2 separate regions of the Sus scrofa genome follow, and region 2 is linked to region 1. The links are chromatin contacts, called in public HiChIP or PLAC-seq maps. All regions are on one chromosome and are shown on one strand. Each heading gives the region's core, a stretch centred on a gene start, on an enhancer-like site or on the middle of the called end of the contact. The rest is flanking DNA. Distances are from core to core; before and after follow the strand shown.

Region 1 (2,817 bases), core at 250-2,749:
TTCGGCCCCTAGCCTGGGAACTTCCAAATGCCGTGGGTGCGGCCCTAAAAAGAGGAAGAAACAAACAACCAAACAAACAAAAACCTGTCACCTGATTTCGCAAGCTCCACAGCTATAGTCTAAAGCCCAAGACTCTCATTCAGAAGCTATGGGCTATTACTTACAGAAGAATCAGGCTTAGTTTCTAAGTAGGATCATCTACATTAAAAATAATGAAGGCTTGACTATACCGATGAAAGATACACTTGATTCATTTATCAGAATGCTTTAGAACTTGGTTCCAGGAAACGAGGCAACCCAAACCCAAAACTTCAAACAAATAAAAAAGTTTATTCGAAACTGCTGTGCAGGATATACCTTTTTTCCCCCCCATAGTGACAGCAGAAAAACATCAACTCCGAAAAGCAAAAAATCCACCTGTCTAGTTTGGGAGCAGTGAAAACTGCTATGGGGGCGGGGATGGAGGTAGATCATGCTCCCCGCCAGGCTGCATGCCCACCCCGGCTCAAGGTGGCTTCCTGCGATCACGCCCCAGCCGAGGCCCGGCCGCCCGCAGTTACCTGGTCCAGCGGGATGCCCAGGAGCTCGCTGAGCGGGTGCAGACAGGTGGAGCCGGTGGTGCGGTAGGACAGGCTGGACGGCGGCTCTGCTGCCATCCTGCATCTTCAGGAGACTGCTACCCCGGCCCCACGCCACCCTGCTGCGCGTCCTCTCGCCCAAGTGCGCGTGGGTGGCTGTCCCGAGGGGGCGCGCGGCCGCCTAGCTCGCGGTGACCCAGCAGCGAACCGGGAACGCGATCAAGCGCAAGCTCTTGGGGCGCAAACTTGGCGTTGGCGCTGCGGCCACGGGCGCGGTAGGAGGGCCGCGACCGAGCGCGCTCCGCTTCCCGCTCCCCTCCTCTCGCCGCTCATTGGCCGGGACGCCCGGGACGGCCCGGGAGGAGGGAGGGAGGGAGGAAAAGTGGGGACTCGGAGCCCGGCCCCCAAGCGCCACCCTGCCCTCCCTGCCCCGGCCGACCCGAGGAGGAAAGCGACGCCACGGGCGCCGCCGCTTAGCTCTGCGCCTGGTCGCGCGCAGCCCCGGGGGCGGGAGGAGCCTCTCCTCTTCCTTCTCCCGAGCTCGCCGTCCTCCCTGCCCCACAAAATGACTTCCCCCCGGGTTCCCCTGGCCGGCGCCGAGCCCTAGGGAGCACCCTGGCCCCACCCTGTTTTGGTTTCACTGCACGCTCGCCAACCCCGCCCTCCGGTCCCCGCGCGGGCTAAAATTTTCCTTCGCTTTCCTTGCAAGCTTTCTCCCTCGCAATCCTCGGGGCAGAAGGTTAATCTGCCGGTGGCTGGGAGCCCAAGGAGACCCCGGTACGCCCAGCCGCCCCCCCCAACCCCACCCCCACCCGCAGCACCCAGCCCCCTCTCTCCTTACATTCCTGTGGTCAAGGCGTAGTTTCCTACACCCTGATCTGCCATGGTCTGTGTCACACAAGCGCATACACCAGGACTACCGGCTTCTGACCCTGAATGTCTGACCCGCCCTCTGGATTAAGAACTCCTTTACCCCTGTAGGAAACAGGGCTACTGTTACATTAAACGCATTCTGATCAGTTTTTTTGCCTGCACCGGTTCTAAAAAGCGGCACCTCGCCCCTTCATTTCCGTGTCCTCAGACACCCAAGTGTATCACTGGCACTTGGAAAACTTTTCCAGTGGATTAATAGGTTTTGAGAATCATAAAATCTTGATCATTTCCAGGAACTGCTGTATGCTCGCTGATGGACAAGGCTTTCAGGAAAACAGTGTTGGCATGGGATGAGTAGGGGAAAAAAGAAAAGCGACTTGATGGGAATCCTCAGGCTTCGCCAGGTAACCAAGCCCAAATCTTTGAATCAGCAGTTTACCGGGGAGCTGTTAGGGAGCCAGGGAGCCAACCAAACAGGGGAACAGTAACCTTGAGGCAGAGCCAATACTGTTATCAATGTGGCCTGCAGCTTGAAATCCCACAGAAGGCCTCTCCGCCACTTGTTACAACTTCCTCTCCCAGGCTAGGCCTCACGCTGGCCTTCTGGGAGAGTTTCATCGCTAAAAAGCTGCACTGAACTTTAAAAGGCCAGGCCAGAGTTTCTCAATTCATGACCTCTATTGAGGAACAACAAAAAAAAAATGTCCTTACCACCACTCCCTGTGCTCATGGAGATTTTACAGAAGGCCACCATCACCAAATGACAATCTCTGCTTTATTCACACCACATGCGTGTGCGCGCGCACACACACACACACACTCACACATACATAGGCATATGCTTGAGGATAGATCAGGCTAGACAGGTTCATTAAATATTACATAGTTTTAGAAAATGACCAGAAGTGAAGCCATGTTCCTCTTATCTTTTTTTTTTTTTTTTTTTTTTTTTGTCTTTTTAGGGCCTCACCAGTGGCATATGGAGGTTCCCAGGCTAGGGGTCGAATCAGAGCTACAGCTGCTGGCCTACACCACAGCCACAGCAACACAGGATCTGAGCATGTCTTTGACCTATAGCACAGCTCATGGCAACACTGGATCCTTAACCCACTGAGCCAGGACAGGAATGGAACCCGCATCCTCATGGATACTAGCCAGGTTCATTAACCATCGAGCCATGATGGGAACTCCAAAAGAGGACCGAGCTGCTGCATGAGCCAGGAAATAAATGTTCCTGTTATCTTGAGTAAGATGACAGCTTAAGTGAGGTAGGTGTCTGAGGGCAGAAGGAGCTTGAAAATACTATTTTATTTTATTTATTAATTTTTTTTTGTCTTTTTGTCAAAAATTAGCCTTCACAGAGTTC
Region 2 (2,788 bases), core at 105-2,604, 270 kb after region 1:
CGGCCTACACCAGAGCCACAGCAACATGGGATCTGAGTCGTGTCTGCAACCTACACCACAGCTCACGGCAACTCCAGATCCTTAACCCACTGAGCAAGGCCAGGGATTGAACCTGCAACCTCATGGTTCCCAGTCAGATTCGTTTCCGTTGTATCACGACAGGCACTCTACATTCATCTTTCATAGTTATCGTTATTCTCTACTGAAACTAGATCCTTGCAGTAGCCTGAAATAGGGGTAGAAAGTTGTCTTTTTCCCCCTGCTAGCCATAATATCCACCACAGTGCTTGAGGTCATGTGGTATGTGCTTAATAAAATTTCTTTGACAGAACTGAAGATCTTGGGGGGAAAGGGGTACACTCATTCATTCATTCAACATACACTATTGAGAGGCTATTATGTGCAAAATTCTGTGCTAGACAGTGGGATTATAACCAAGAAGGTGACCCAGGGCCTACTTTTGTTCCGGTAAAAGAGATGGGGTGACATCAATATGCAATTTTAATTCAGCTGGCTAAGGGCTGCATTGGAGCTTAGGTCACAGTTTAGATTTTTTTTTTTTTAATGGATTTGGATGAGCAAAGTGTGGCATTTTAGCTCAAGGTAATTATACTAGAAAAGGCATTTAAAAAATAAGGCGATTCTGCCAAATCACTATGAAACCCAGAGTCAGGCAATAGTCCAACTTTCTGTTAATGGTCTGCTGTTTTCACTTTGTAAAGTGGAGATGTTTTCTTGGTAAACAAGGTCAAATACAGTATCTTGGGTAAAATAATAAGGTGAGATAATACATGTAAGGTATACAGGTCAAAATCTGTATATACTCTGTGAAAGTTGTCTTTCTCTGCTAAACTGCTCCTCCTAAGCTGTCTTCTGAGCATCAAAAAAACAAAAACAAACTTGCTTAGTGTTCACTGATCTCTTTCAGGTTTAATTCCAACTGTTCTTTCTTTATCCTTTTCCATTTTCTTTAATATGACCTCTTTTCACAAAGGCTGAGGAAACTGGTAAATGTAATAAATCGAGCAGGTTCTTTTGGAGTGGGGAAAGTTGTGTTCAGGACAGAGGACAGTCACTACCGGCAGAGCCACTCTGGGCAAGTACTTAAACTGACAGTTTCCTCCATTCCATCCTTAATAAGAATAATAATAAAAAAAGTGGGGAGATGATGTTTACGTAAAGCGCTGAACACAGTGCCCGATACGTAGTAAGAGCTCAGGAGAAGTTAGCTATTAAACGAGTCTAAGAATCCGGGGTCTTGGAGGTGGTATTTTCTCTCTTGCAATCAAAGGAGTCGAGTGTAATCTTTAGATGATTGAGTTAAACCTGAACGCGCACGCTCAGCCTTGATGCAGTTTGATCTCTCCGGGCCACCGTCGCCGAGCATGCGTAAATAAACGTGGCGGGATGTGTCATGGCGAGCTCCAGCTAAAGCCTCTGCAGTTTCCGGCGAGTAGCGTGTGGGATTCTTTTACTTTGATCTAGTTTGTAATTTCCTGACTACTGGGTAAGGTGGCCGGTGGGGCAGAGTTTGTCCAGAGCTCCTTTTATGGCGGAGCCTCATTTCCCCACTTTCAGTCTTTCTTGGGTCGTTTGCTGGTTGGTTTTGCAGTTAAAAGGGAACCTACCAGCTGGGCTGGGGGAATTGAGAGGCAGGTAGCGCTGCCAGAAGTGAGGACGGAGTCGTTGGTCTTATAGGGGGCTGTGTAAGGGGCATTTAAGGGACCATATTCCTCATCGTCAGATCTAGCGTCTTTCGGGCTCCCATTTTCTGTGTTAGTGAGTTTGTGGGAAGTTTGCAGTGACCTAGGTTTCCTAGAGTTGCATCTCAATAAGCACTTAAACTGAAGTTGGTCTGAAGAGCAGGTGTCTTGTTTTTTCACTTTTCCTTTTCGTTCACTGTTAAAACCTCTTTCTGAATCTCGAGACGACACGTGTCTTTCGGTTGGGAGGTGATGTAGATACTTAGTTCATTGCCCTACACCTGTTTTGTAATTATCAGTGTTTCTTAAATCACGCAGACGTGTTGTTGTGCTAGATAGTGTTTATTAACTATGGCCAGACGCTGGGTCTCAGTCATGGCAAATACGGCAGATGTTATCATACCTGTCCTAATCAGCAAGAAATTGGGAGTAGGATCGAACATCGTTAACCTTACCTGTAAAGCAGCTTTTATGGAGTTTAATCCCGTTTAGGTAGTTTTAAAGAGTCCTTACTGTGGTTTCGTGAACTGGTTTAGAGCTTGTTTTTTTCTAATCAGTTTTTGTTTTCCAGACTTGTCTTTTAAGAAGATTTGAGACTATTTGGAGATAATCAAGGTACTTGTTTATTTTAAACCTCTTATGTTTGAGTGACATGTTACACATTATGATGTGCAGAAAGGTAGCCCAGTTTTAATTTCTTAGTGATTTTGCTGCCATTATTATATGGAAGTGCCATGATCTCCATATCACTAAATTCAAGGAACATTTTCATTCATTTGACTTAACCTTTCATCACCTGCATTGAGCACCACTGATCATGTTCACCGCTTAGACATGCTCGCTTCCTTTTCCTTCTGTGACCCACTGTTTTCCTCCTTCTTTGGTGGCTGCTTCTTGATCTTCACTATAGGCTGGTTCTCTTTTATTTGGCAGTTAAATGTGGAGTCTCTTGAGGCTTGGTCTTGTCCCCTCTCCTCTTCTAATTCTGTTCTTTTTCCTCTGGGTGATCTGTTCCACATCTTCATCAACATTGTTGTTCTCTTATTCTAGCCAACCTGGTGTGTGTTAAGTGGTATCTCCTTGTG

The links. HiChIP or PLAC-seq counts read pairs in DNA pulled down with a chosen protein or histone mark.
Region 2: an H3K27ac HiChIP or PLAC-seq map of alveolar macrophages shows a contact between it and region 1. The contact joins the promoter of CDKAL1 here to the promoter of MBOAT1 in region 1. A contact is called at or near these places in 3 of 47 Hi-C or Micro-C datasets (fibroblasts, heart right ventricle and liver) and 1 of 2 datasets of contacts at active chromatin or transcription factors (alveolar macrophages).

What each region holds. Positions count from the first base shown.
Region 1 is chr7:15,642,833-15,645,649 of Sscrofa11.1, forward strand. MBOAT1 (lysophospholipid acyltransferase 1) reads right to left here and starts at 1,500. Exons shown (of 13, transcript XM_013977464.2): 1 at 1,420-1,500. The coding sequence starts at 1,485.
Region 2 is chr7:15,909,291-15,912,078 of Sscrofa11.1, forward strand. It overlaps CDKAL1 (threonylcarbamoyladenosine tRNA methylthiotransferase), which reads left to right and starts at 1,355. Exons shown (of 16, transcript XM_005665616.2): 1 at 1,355-1,449; 2 at 2,275-2,318.